Regions from separate parts of the Callithrix jacchus genome. Here region 2 is linked to region 1. The links are chromatin contacts, called in public Hi-C maps. All regions are on one chromosome and are shown on one strand. Each heading gives the region's core, a stretch centred on a gene start, on an enhancer-like site or on the middle of the called end of the contact. The rest is flanking DNA. Distances are from core to core; before and after follow the strand shown. Region 1 holds the start of MAP3K9 (mitogen-activated protein kinase kinase kinase 9). Region 2 overlaps PCNX1 (pecanex 1).

The links. Hi-C and Micro-C count contacts between places; a contact is called where the count stands out from the background.
Region 2: a contact with region 1 is called in a Hi-C map of induced pluripotent stem cells, with 2.9 times the contacts expected there. The contact joins the enhancer-like site here to the promoter of MAP3K9 in region 1. A contact is called at or near these places in 2 of 3 Hi-C or Micro-C datasets (induced pluripotent stem cells and skeletal muscle).

What each region holds. Positions count from the first base shown.
Region 1 is chr8:105,735,186-105,741,666 of calJac240_pri, reverse strand. It overlaps MAP3K9 (mitogen-activated protein kinase kinase kinase 9), which reads left to right and starts at 3,177. Exons shown (of 11, transcript XM_078335274.1): 1 at 3,177-3,942. The coding sequence starts at 3,534.
Region 2 is chr8:105,899,955-105,905,820 of calJac240_pri, reverse strand. All of the region lies in intron 5 of PCNX1 (pecanex 1), which reads right to left. Among named protein-coding and RNA genes, the nearest start is that of PCNX1, 59 kb to the right of the region's middle. Within about 2 kb of position 3,335, at least 3 of the 16 cell types and tissues checked have an H3K27ac peak or open chromatin away from gene starts, as enhancers often do. A contact at or near this core is called in skeletal muscle, where this site is marked.

The sequences.
Region 1 (6,481 bases), core at 1,928-4,427:
TCTCAACCTATCTTTTCAGAGTTCTTTTTCATCCTTTCATTCCATCCAAATGGCCGCCCTTTCCATGCTTTCCTACTTCTGTGGCTGTGCCCATTCCCACCCTCCTTTCCTGAACACACTCTTCCCTGCTCCACCTCATGCCTCCTCAGGATCAGTTCTGGTTCTGCTTCTTCCATGCAGCCCTGCCAGACAAGTGTAGTCTGAAGATCTACCCTCATTTGAATTCCTAGCACTTATCCATTCAACAAATATTAACTGAATGACTTGTTGAAATGTTTGATGAATGACTCTTCATGAGATTCTAAACACATGCTATGGTATTAAAGAATTAAGTTGTGCAGGGAATTAGAGTTTTCCTATTGAGAAGGATCAATGATTTTTCTCCTCTCTTCCCCTCTTCCCAGGGAGAGGGAAGAAATTCACGAAACTAAATAGTAGAAATACAAAATAATGGAGAAGCAAAATGACAATAAAGTTACCCAAGTACTCATAATCCCACTAACTTAGAGACCCGCCACTGACATTTTTCTCTGTTTAGTACTTTTTTTTCCTGTTTCTGTTTTGCTGTGTGTCTACAGTCAGTTTGTAAAACTTTTTTTCCCTCAAGTTAAAAAAACATTTTTTTTTTAAGACAGGGTCTTGCTTTGTCTCAAGTATGGTGCATCGAACACTGTTCACTATAGCCTTGCCCTCCTAGGCTCAAGCAATCTTCCTTCCTCAGCCTCTTGAGTAGCTGGGATTACAGGCTTACATCCCCAAGAAAATTTTTCATAGAGATGGGGGTCTTGCCATGTTGCTCAGGCTGGTCTCCTTCCTGTGCTCAAGTGATCCTCCTGCTTCAGCCTCCCAAACTGCTAAGATTTCAGGCACAAGCCACCATACCCAGCCCCAACTTAAAATTTTATCAAGACAATTTTTTTTATGGCCTTTAAAAAAAAACACAAAATACCTCCACCCCTACTTCTTTGCTCTCTTTTGCTTGAGGGTGGAATGGTTTTGTCTAAAACAAATCCTAGAGAATTTATTCAGACTCACCTATATCTTTTCCAGGTCACAGATCCTATATTTAATAAAAACCTGAGCATTGTTTTAGGGCCTTTACTTAAATAGAAATCGTTTCTCAAGACCTACTCTGCATGCTTTTTAGAACAAGCCTCATCTCTCTTCTTGAAGACCTCAAATGTGTGCTCTGACTATACAGTGTAGTCATATTGATGAGCAAACCACAGAATGTCTGACCTATAAGGACATAGGATGTCTTCCAGTTCACACCCTTCACTTTAGGAGTACAGTGTTAGCTGCGTGCCCAAAGTCACGCAGCTGCCTAGTTACCTTTGCAAACTGCCCCACTGTCTTTAGTTTGTGTAATAATAAACCCCAAACTAAAATTCAACAAAAGCACTCACCCTTGCTAAATAAATAATGTCTATTCCTACCACTGAAGGAGAAAAGGTAACAAAGTTTGGTAGATCTTTCAGCACTGGCTTATTTAGAAATTTCAGAGGGCTAGGTGAAGTGGCCCAGGCCTGTAATCCTAACACTTTGGGAAGCTGAGGCGGGTGGATCACTTGAGCCCAGAGTTCAAGACAAGCCTGGGCAACAGTGAGACCCTGTCTCTACAAAAAAATAAACAAAATTAGCCAGGTGTGGTGGCACGTGTCTGTACTCCCAGCTACTAGGGAGGGTGAGGTAGGAGGATCACTTGAGCCTGGGATGATGAGGCTGCAGTGAGCCGAGATTGCGCCACTGCATTCCAGCCTGGGCAACAAAGTGAGACCCTGTCTTAAAAAGAAAAAAGAAACAAAGCAGTATCAGAGAACCTAACTGGAAGTCAACGTTGGTATGATAGGATTAAAGCAAGAAGAAACATTATGGACCTCCTATCTCTTTCTTAATGTTCAAAACACGGGGTATAGCAAAGGCACATAGGAAGAGGTCGTTCTCACTCATGAACTCATCATCGGCTTCTGCGTTTATTTTGCTTTGGTTCTTCTTAATCTGACCTCTACAGATTTCACCACGATCCAAGATGTAATTCCACCAGGCAAAAGAAGCCTAAGGAGCCAGGTGCGGTGGATCATGCCTGTAATCCTAGCACTTTGGGAGGCCTAGGTGGGTGGATCGCCTGAGGTCAGGAGTTCAAGACCAGCCTGGCCAACATGGTGAAACCCCGTCTTTACAAAATAAATAAATAAATAAATAAATAAGAAGCCTAAGGATTGCCGAAAAGTTGGCTCCCTTCAGACAGACCAAGCCCAATTCATGGCATCGTTCCCAGCCCCAGTTTGAAACCCAGTAAGGTGGTCTCCTCTCTTTCTGAATTCTAAAAAAAGAGTGGCATTGGATCTCTTCCTATAGGAATCCAGGAGAGGGCGAGCTGTGGTGCAGTCTTCATAAAGGGAAGAACTTTCAGACTCACAAAAAAAAAAAAAAAGGGAGGGGGAAGAACTGTAGTGTTCAGAGTTCTTCTAATGAACATCCCACTGGGCCTAAAAGGAGATGAAAGGTTCCGGGCGAGAGTGGCCCTCTAGGTTGGACTAGGGCAGAGCCAGATCCATGAGAGGGGAGAATCCAACTAACTGTAAAAGGGATCTGGGGAAGGAAGAGCTCTGTTGGGTGTGCAGCCCAGCTCGCTTTCCCTGTGCCTACTTTCAGAAGCCCCTTTAGGATGGAGAATACCGGTGCTGCCCAGTGCAGCCCCTACCCATCCATCACAAACAAAGGCAGCGGCCTCCTTTCCAGCCTTTTTAGTCGGAATGAAGGCTCAGTATTACCTTTTAGGATCCACCCTTCCCTCCTCACGCACCCAATGAGGCCGGAGCCTCTTCCTGCCGGGAGGTGCTGAACTCTCCCAGGAAACGGACAGGTGCCGCGGGCCAATGGTGGGAGCTGCGGCGGGCCAGTGGGCAGGAGGAGTGGGTCGACCTGGGTTTGGGAATGAGAGAGCCCGCAAAGGGGGCGGGCACGGTGCGGCGGCGGCGGCGCAGGGAGTGAGAGGGACCTGCGAGGCTGCCCCAACCACTGCGGAGGAACCGGGGACGGGGTTGCCGCAGCCAATAGGAAGGCGGCGGGCGCGGGGCGGGGCAGGCGCGGGGCGGGCCCCCTTCGGGTCCGCAGGGCTTGGGCGGAGCCAGGCCCGCGTCAGGTGGTCCCGGCGAGCGGGCGGCGCGGGGGGCGGGGCGCGGCGCAGCGCGGCTCCGAGTGAAGAGCGGCGGCCGGCGGGCGGCGGTGGGCACCGGCTGCGCGAGCAGGTACCGGCGGCGGAGGTGGCGAGGCCGCCCCCCGGGGGCGAGCGGGCAGTGGGGGACTCGGCCCGCCGCGCCCCTGGGCTGCGCGGGGCGCTCGGGCTCGGCGCTCTCCTCGAACCGCTGCCACAGCCCCGGCGAGCCGGCTGTCCTAGCCCGGCTAGCTCGGGCCCTACCTGCGGCCGCCGTCGGGGGGGTTCCTCCCAGCTCTGCGGAGGCGCATGAACAATAGGCGGCGGCGGCTCCTGCGGGCGGCGGCGGCCCCGCACCCTATGGATCGGCCGCTCCATGGAGCCCTCCAGAGCGCTTCTCGGCTGCCTGACGAGCGCCGCCGCTGCCGCCCCGCCGGGGGAGGATGGAGCCGGGGCCGGGGCCGAGGAGGAGGAGGAGGAGGAGGAGGAGGCGGCGGCGGCAGCGGCGGGCCCCGGGGAGATGGGCTGCGACGCGCCGCTGCCCTACTGGACTGCCGTGTTCGAGTACGAGGCGGCGGGCGAGGACGAGCTGACCCTGAGGCTGGGCGACGTGGTGGAGGTGCTGTCCAAGGACTCGCAGGTGTCCGGCGACGAGGGATGGTGGACCGGGCAGCTGAACCAGCGGGTGGGCATCTTCCCCAGCAACTACGTGACCCCGCGCAGCGCCTTCTCCAGCCGCTGCCAGCCCGGTGGCGAGGACCCCAGTTGCTACCCGCCCATTCAGTGTAAGGCGAAGGCGGGGCCCGGGAGCCGGGCGGGGAGGGGGAATGACGGAGGCCGGGGGCGGGGTGGGGGGGGCGCTGTCTGGCAGGAGGGGAGCCCTCCGCGAGGGCTAGAATTGGGGTGGGTAGAGGCACGATTGACCCGGGTGTGGGTGGCGCCAGCGCTCGGGCAGCTCGGGCTTCGCTTGGTGCACTCGAGACGCCTCAGGGCCTGCCCACTCCTCAGGCACTTGGGCTTCTTCACCTTAATTTGGCACCGCAGCATTGGCTCTCGATTTCCACTTTCTGAAGTCCCAGCCCGAGAATCTGTCTGTTTCCCAGTCCCTTCTTCTGTTACCTCCCCCCCTCCCCCCCACCCCCATTCCCAATCTGTAAGTGTTCCCGGCGAGCTAGTGGTTAGGGTCCTAGCCTTGGTCGCCAAATCTGGGACCTTGCCACCACCTCTTCTAATGCCTGTCCCCGCCCCTTAAAGGCATTTGCTTTTAAAGAGATGGGGGTGTCTCCTGCAGGGCTGGGCCGACTCACCAGTCCCGGAAGCCTGTGTGAACTCAAGGCTCAAGTGCCTGTAAAATGTCGGGTTGATTTCTTGGACCCTAATCCTTGTATCTCAGAAGTTGTACCTTTAGGAGTCTCACTGATTTAATGTGCTGAGGGATGTGTGTGTCTGGAGTGGGGGTGGGACAAGTGATGATCAGAGAGGGAAAAGTATGTAGTTCCCCCATGGGAGATCAGGATTGCAAGGTACAGTGGCAGTATCCCAGACCCTTGACAGTGAGGCTGTTCGGGAAATACATTTTCTCCTTTCTTCTCACCCTAGATCCTTGCCCTTATTTGGAACTGGTCAAATCTCAGGGGGACCATGCTCAGGGGTCTCTCCCAGGGCCTTTCTTCCAGTGTCCTGATTTCCGTCAATTTTCCAGGAGCCCCGTATTTCATACCCTGTAATCAGATCTGTTTTTATAAGGGAGTTAAGTTGTCATTAGAATCCCTTAATCATACTAGGTTGTTTCAGAAAAAAACATGTAAATATCTCTTTAGTGCAGTTTACACTATTTTGTATTTGAGAGTTTCCATAATCTCTTATCTTTTAAAAAGGTATTGTTAATACATATTAATTACTGTTTATTCCTTATTTTGTATACTTTCATCTTAGTTGATTTTTTAAAATGTCATTAGCAAGGACCAACTTTAAATATGTAGTTTTAAAATTTCCTTTGTAACAATTACGTTTCTGGCCCTATTTTTTACCTCACAGTTGTGTTTCTTTATCTTAAGATGTGTGCGTTTTTCTTTTTTTTGAGATGGAGTCTCGCTCTGTCACCCAGGCTGGAGTGCAGTGACGCAATCTCAGCTCACTGCAACCCCTGCCTCCCAGGTTCAAGCAATTCTCCTGCCTCAGCCTCCTGAGTAGCTGCGATTACAGGCAGCTGCCACCATGTCCAGCTAATTTTTGTATTTTTAGTAGAGATGGGGTGCACCATGTTGGCCAGGCTGATCATGAACTCCTGACCTCAAGTGATCCACAAGCCTCAGCCTCCTAAAGTGTTGGATTACAGGCATGAGCCAAAGTGTCTGGCCTATCTTAAGATTTTTTTTTTTTAAACTAGCATGTAATATCAAAATCATAGCCTCTTCACTTGTTTTTCAGCTGTTCTTTTTCTGTCGGTGTTTTGACTATCAAATTGATGTTCAAATCTTTACGTTCCCCTCTCCCTCATTCAGTTGAAAACTTCATATTTCTTCATGTTGATCTTTAACATGCCTAGAGGTAGCAAATTACTTTAAGTTGTTTCCGGGCACTACATCTTTTTGGCACGAGTTTGGTAGGCTGAAGGCTAAGCATCCTGGCATAGTGTTTTGAAATAGTGTTGAAAATGAACTTGGTTATATATTGGAAGAAATATGAATAGCCTGGCATATTAGAAAACATAGTGTCATTTTAAACATAAGTCAGATTTTGATTCTGTGGGTGTAGTTTTGTGATTTTGTTTTCTGGGACAGCTAATGTCAGAGTAGAAGAGCTAGGTGAGGTTCATGATCAGGAACTCAGTTTCTTTAATATCTTGTGCTCTGGGTACCAGAGCAGTCAGGAGTGAGTATGACTTAGGCTGAAAAACTGTCCACAGAGCCACACATGGCAACAGTGTGATACTTCTTCATTAGGTGGCCAGGACTTATCTTCATTGTCATACAGGTTACCTTGGAAAGAGTGGATTCCTAAATCTGGAACCCAAATGTTGAGAAAGTAGGAAATAACTTGTTCTAATGGTAAGAATTGACTTGAAGAATATGGTATTTGAAAGACCTGGTATGCTCTTTTATTTGGCCTCGCTAGGAGTTCTGATTTTGACTGTAATTAATTTCTGATAATTCCGAAAATTTAATTTCAGTCAAAAACTAATTATTGAGTACCTAGTGAATGATAGATACTGTATACTATGTTAAACACCAGGACATAAAGAAGTGATAAGATGAGGAGGTGCTTATAAGATAGGTGAGGGAGATTAATGATGTAAATATAAAACTTCAGTGCAGTGCCTTG
Region 2 (5,866 bases), core at 2,086-4,585, 160 kb before region 1:
AGTTCAATAAGAAGAAAAATTATTGGCTTATTTGTCATAGCTGCATAGACAAAGTACAATAACAGATTCTATAGTAAGTCTGAGTATTCCTAGTAGAATCTCAATGATCAAAGCAGACATTTCCCCCTAAAATTAAAATACATGAGTTACTAAAAATGTTTATATACATAAATCATGCTGCCATGTGTGTACCTATGCAACAATCTTGCATGTTCTTCACATGTACCCCAAAACCTAAAATGCAATTAAAAAAAATGTTTATAGACTTTTAAAAAATCTAAACGTAGATTTAGCTATGATTAATTAATTAAAAACTCACAGATAACCTCTGGAGTATACCATAAAATTGTAGCTTATAAATGTCCAATCATACTCTTTCTTACATTTTAAAGTTTTCAAGATAAGTAAAACCCATGTTCTTTATTATTTTACTACCACAGCTGCTACTGTAGTTGGGTTCTTATACCTTCTAAATATCAAAATTTAAAAGTTAGCTTTGTACTTTTTGTAGTACTAAATCATAGTTATTTTTTAAAAACTCTGTATCTCGAATAAGCAATTATGGGTTGGTGTGATATTCACACATTTCAAGGATATGAATTTTACAGAAAACTTAACGACTCTGAGCAAGTAACTGAAAATCCCTAAATCTAAGATAACAAAAGATTTTTTTAAATGCTAATGATCAAAACCAACTTCCTTCTGGGAAATTAATAAAACAGAAATGAAAGTATTTCATTTTAAAAGACACAGCCAAACTTACTTTAATACATGCACTTTTTTTCTATACTGCTAAACAAATATACCATAAAAGGTTTAATTTTGTCAGAAAGAATTTAGGTAGTTTCAGGAAATTTTCAAGTAAATACATTTTTTCTTACTGTTACCCATATGAAAAAAGATTATATCAAAGTTTAAGAGGCCCAAATCAACACAAAGAGATACTATTTTTCATTAACTCAAACTTTTTTTTGTTTTTCGTAATTGTTATTAGTGGCATTTAGAATAAGAAAGGCATACTGCTCATAGTGGTACCAACTGGTATAACCTTCTGTAAAGCAATCTGGCAATAAGGCCAAGAAACTTGAAAAGGTATTCTTACCTTCAAGGTAGGAAACTTGCTAAAAGACAAGAGTCAAATATGTGTACAAGGTTTTTAGCACAAAATTGTTTATGTCACATTATTATAAAAGTTCTTAAAGAACAGAAGTATAACAATGTCCTATAAATAATGGCTAAATAAGTTATGAAGTTTACTAATAATTTCATACAAGTACTAAAAACATTTTCAAAGACTATGTAATAACATGAGAAAATACTTAAGTGAAAAAGGTGGCACTATATAAAAAGTATAATTCCAGTTCTGTAAGTTTAAACGAATGCTAATGGCATATATGTGTATATTTTTATAAATGTAAAAAGTGATATGCCACAGATAGTCATAAGAAGAAACAACATCCTAATACATGCCAGAATAAGGTAAGTGAAAGAAGCCAGGCACATTAAAAAAACACATATGATTGCATTTATAGGAAATGTCCAGAATAGGCAAATTTATAGAAACAGAAAGTAAACTAGAGGTTGTCAGGAGCTGCTTGAAGAAGAAATGGGGAGTGTAATAGGTGCAGATTTCTTTCTGGGGTCATGAAAATGCTCTTGATTTAGACTGTGGTGATGGATGCACAATATTCTAAAAACCACTGAACTATATAAAAATAAAAAAATATGCCAAGAAAAATTAGTTTCTCAGTGGCAGAAGTGTAAATCACACTTTCTCTCTTCTGATCTCCCTCATCAATTGATTATGGATAGTAATCAATTATAGAAACATGCTGTTATTTCTCTTAAAACATCTTACAAAATCAAAATCCCTCCTTATCTTTACTTCCCCTGCTCACTATCACCTTTAAAAAATTCACGAAAAAAGTGGTCTATATTCACTTTGATTATTCTCCTCAAATTCTCTCTTTGGATTCCAGTTTAACTCCCCTAAGACTCTGTTTATCAAGGTCACCACCATCCTCTACCTTGTTCAATCCAATGGTCAAGTCTCAGTCTTTGTGTCACCTGACCTGTCAGCAGCACTTGACAAAGCTGGTCAATCCGTTCTCCTTGAATACAGGCATATAACAGTCTTGGTTTTCCTTTGATCTCACCAGTTGTTCCTACTCAGTCTCCTGGACTTCTTAAACTAAAGAGGCTCAGAATTCAGATCTTAAAACTTTTTACTTTGTCTTGCTGTCATTCAGGCTGGAGCACAGTAGTGCAATAATAGCTCACTGCAGCCTTGCTCTCCCAGGCTCAAGCAATCTTCCTGCCTCAGCCTCACAAGTAGCCGGGCCACAGGTGTATGCCACCACACCCAGATAATTTTTTGTATTTTTCTTAGAGACAAGGTTTCACCATGTTGCCCAGGCTGGTATTAAACTCCTGGTCTCAAGCAATCCTCCCACCTTGGCCTCTTAAAGTGCTAGTATTACAGGTGTAAGCCACCACACCTGGCTAGAACTTTTCATTTTTCTACCTATACTCCCTCTTTGTAAATCTCCTCCAGTTTTCTATCCCCCTGACAAACTAAAATTCAGAAATATTTGTAACTAGTTCCTCCGTTTTCTACCCAGTCCTCATACTCATATGGGGATGGTCTGAAGTTCTGATCTTGGATAGGGAAGACAAGAGTGAGAGGTAAGGAAACTAGATTATCTTAGAAGTGAAAAAGTTGAGGATACACCCCAATATCCTGTTTTCTCCCAGTCATCCTGAATGATGTGACAAAATGCCAACTAATCAACTATTAACAAACTAACTAAAAATCATTGTCCTGTAAATCCTGTAAATCCAAACCAGAGGAGAATGGCAAGAGTCCCAAATGATATTTAAGCCAGTATGAACATTTGCCACTAGGTGGCGCCAAACCCTAGCCAGGAAAAGGGATTTGAATCAAGAAGTCAGGCCACATAAACCCCAAGCAGCTAACCAGAAGGCTTGCCCTGATAGTTTATCAACTTCATAATACCCAACCCCTTAACTGACATGACTGATTTTGTTGACTGAGGAGGAGCAGATTTAAGATGGAGTGTAGTGGTGCAAACATGGCTCACTGCAGCCTGGATCTCCCAGGCTCAAGCAATCTTCCTGCCTCAGCCTCACAAGTAGCTGGGCCACATGTATGCCACCTGTGTTGTTGTTATTTATTCACTGACAACTACTGAATCTCAAACCCCCAACCTCTTACCTGAAATCTGGACCTCTCTATCTGCTCATTGCTGCGTACAGCACTGATATGCCTTGAACTGAACCCCCCACGCTCTCTCCACCTCGAATCTACTTCTTAGTCTTCCTCCTTTCAGTTAGCGGGGCCTTGTCCTCCCTAATGCTTAACTCAAAAGCCTTTAAGTCATCCATGACCAATACTTCTCTCACAGAGTATATCCAAATCCATAACCTATCTTCTTAGTATCTTCTATACAGTCAAACTACTTCTCATTACTCTGATCTGTGCTCTGGATTGCTGCACTAATCTGCTAAGTGAGCTCTCTGCTTCAACTTTTGCCCCTTTTAATATAGTCCTCAAAATAGATGCCAGAGTGATTCCAATGAAATGAAATACAATCCTTTAGCAGTTCCTTATCTCACTCTGAATTAAAATGCACCTTTAAAATGGCTTACAAAACTCCATACGGTTTGGCCCTTCACTTACTTTGAGCCAGCCACAATATTTCTCAAACCTGACAGGCACACTCGTGGTGTAGGGCTTTGTCCTTGCTGTTTCCTCTGTGTGGAGGAGGGCCCTCCCCTCAGATATCCTGAGCGCTCACTCCTTCTTCAGGTCTTAGCTCTCAGAAAGGTTTGCCTTCAACTACTCTACTTAAAATTAAAATTTCCCCAGTCCCCACCAATCCCTATCTTCTGTCTCTACTTACTACATATATGTTGATTTATACCAGTATGATTCCATATTAATAGTATGGAAGCCACATGAGGGTGGAACATTTTGTCCTTTTATTCACTGATTTATTTCCAGTACTTAAAAGAGTGCCAAGAGTACTCGACAATATTTGTTAAATGTTAAACATATGGAAAAATGTTACATGATAAAAGCAAGTTTTAAAACTAAATGAAAGTATTATAAATTTTAAAAAGCATAATTCAAAACTAGATTTGAATTACAGGACTGCCACTCTGTAGCTGTATGACTTTGAACAAGTTTCTTATAGCTTCTCTCTAAGCAATAACATGCTCATCTGTAAAGTGAGAATAATAACAGTACCAACTTCAAATGTTTATAGTGAAGAATAACTGGATGAATGCACATAAAATGCTTAGAAGAGGACTTAAACCAAGGGTTGACAAACTTAAGGCCAATGAAGCCAAATCCAGCCCTCAAACTTGTTTTTGTAAACCAAATTTTAGGAGAGCACAGCCATGCCCACTATTTTTGTATTGTTTATGACTTTTTTCACTTTACAATAGCAGAGTTGAGCAGCTGAGTAGCAAGAGAAACCACATGTCCTACACCAAGCTATTTGGTCCTTTACAGAAAAGTATCCTGACCCCAAACTTGGCCAACAGTAAGCACCCAGTGAATGGTAGACATCATTGTCTATGTTAATGCATAGCTGCAAGGGTAGATTTGTGTGTATATAATTCCCAACCTGCCAGACTATAAAAATCTTATTTACATATGGTACTTTCCAGATTATAAAATAAGACATAGAATCCCTAAACACAAGGGCACCAACCCCTCTAAGGTTATTATCTAGTTGTTGAGACACTGTGATGGTCTCATATTGTAGAAACGGATATTGGTATTCTCAAAGAAATTGATACTGATTGCTTGAGAGAGAGAGAGAGAGAGAGAGAGAGAGAGAGAGAGAGAGAGAGAGAAAGGGTCTCCCTCTGTTGCCCAGGCTGGAGTGCAGTGGCACTATCACATGCAGTGGCACTATCACAGCTTAGTGCTACCTCAACATCCTGGACTCATGTAATCCTCTCACCTCTCAGCCTCCCACACAGCTGAGACTATAGGCACACACCATCATGCCTGGATAATGTTTTTTATTATTTTTTGTGGAGATAGGCATCTTACTATGTTACCCATGCTGGATGTTTTTAAAAGTTTCCATAACACAAAGTACATTACATACATACGTACACACATACATTTATTTATTATTTATTTATTTATTTGAGACAGAGTCTCACTCTGTTCAGGAAGAACTGTAGTCACGCAATCTCGGCTCACTACGACCTACGCCTCCCAGGTTCAAGTGATTCTCATGTCTCAACTCCTGAGTAGCCAGGATTACAGGCGTGGATCACCACCCTGGATAATTTTTGTGTTTTTAGGAGAGAAAAGGTTTCACCATGTTGCCAGGCTGGTCTCATCTGGCCTCAAGTGATCCACCCACCTCAGTCTCCCAAAGTACTGGGATTACAGGCATGAGCCACTGTGCCCAGCCCACACAGTACATTTAAAGGTCTCTTCAGTTTTAGGAATGGGGTATAGGGTTAAATAGGGCAGTCCACAGAAGCAAGGAAAGAATGACAGGGTACTGTAATTCCAAAGAAGCAGAGAGTTACAATAATAAACTTAAAATTCCAACTAACAGTAACAAAATATGCTTGTAAGAAATGAACTTGGGTAAAATATTAATGGGCAAATGTCCCAATTTAGTTATCTGTTTGTAGCCTCATAAACAAGTTTCATAATTAAAAATAAAAAATTTGTCAGCCTGTCTGCCCACCAAACATCACCTATAGGTTAATGAAAATAACAGGGTTATAACAGGGTGGCAATAGTGAGACAGGTTTCTAATCTATTTCTGGCTCGTTAATTATAGAACCTTGGATAATCTCCATTCGA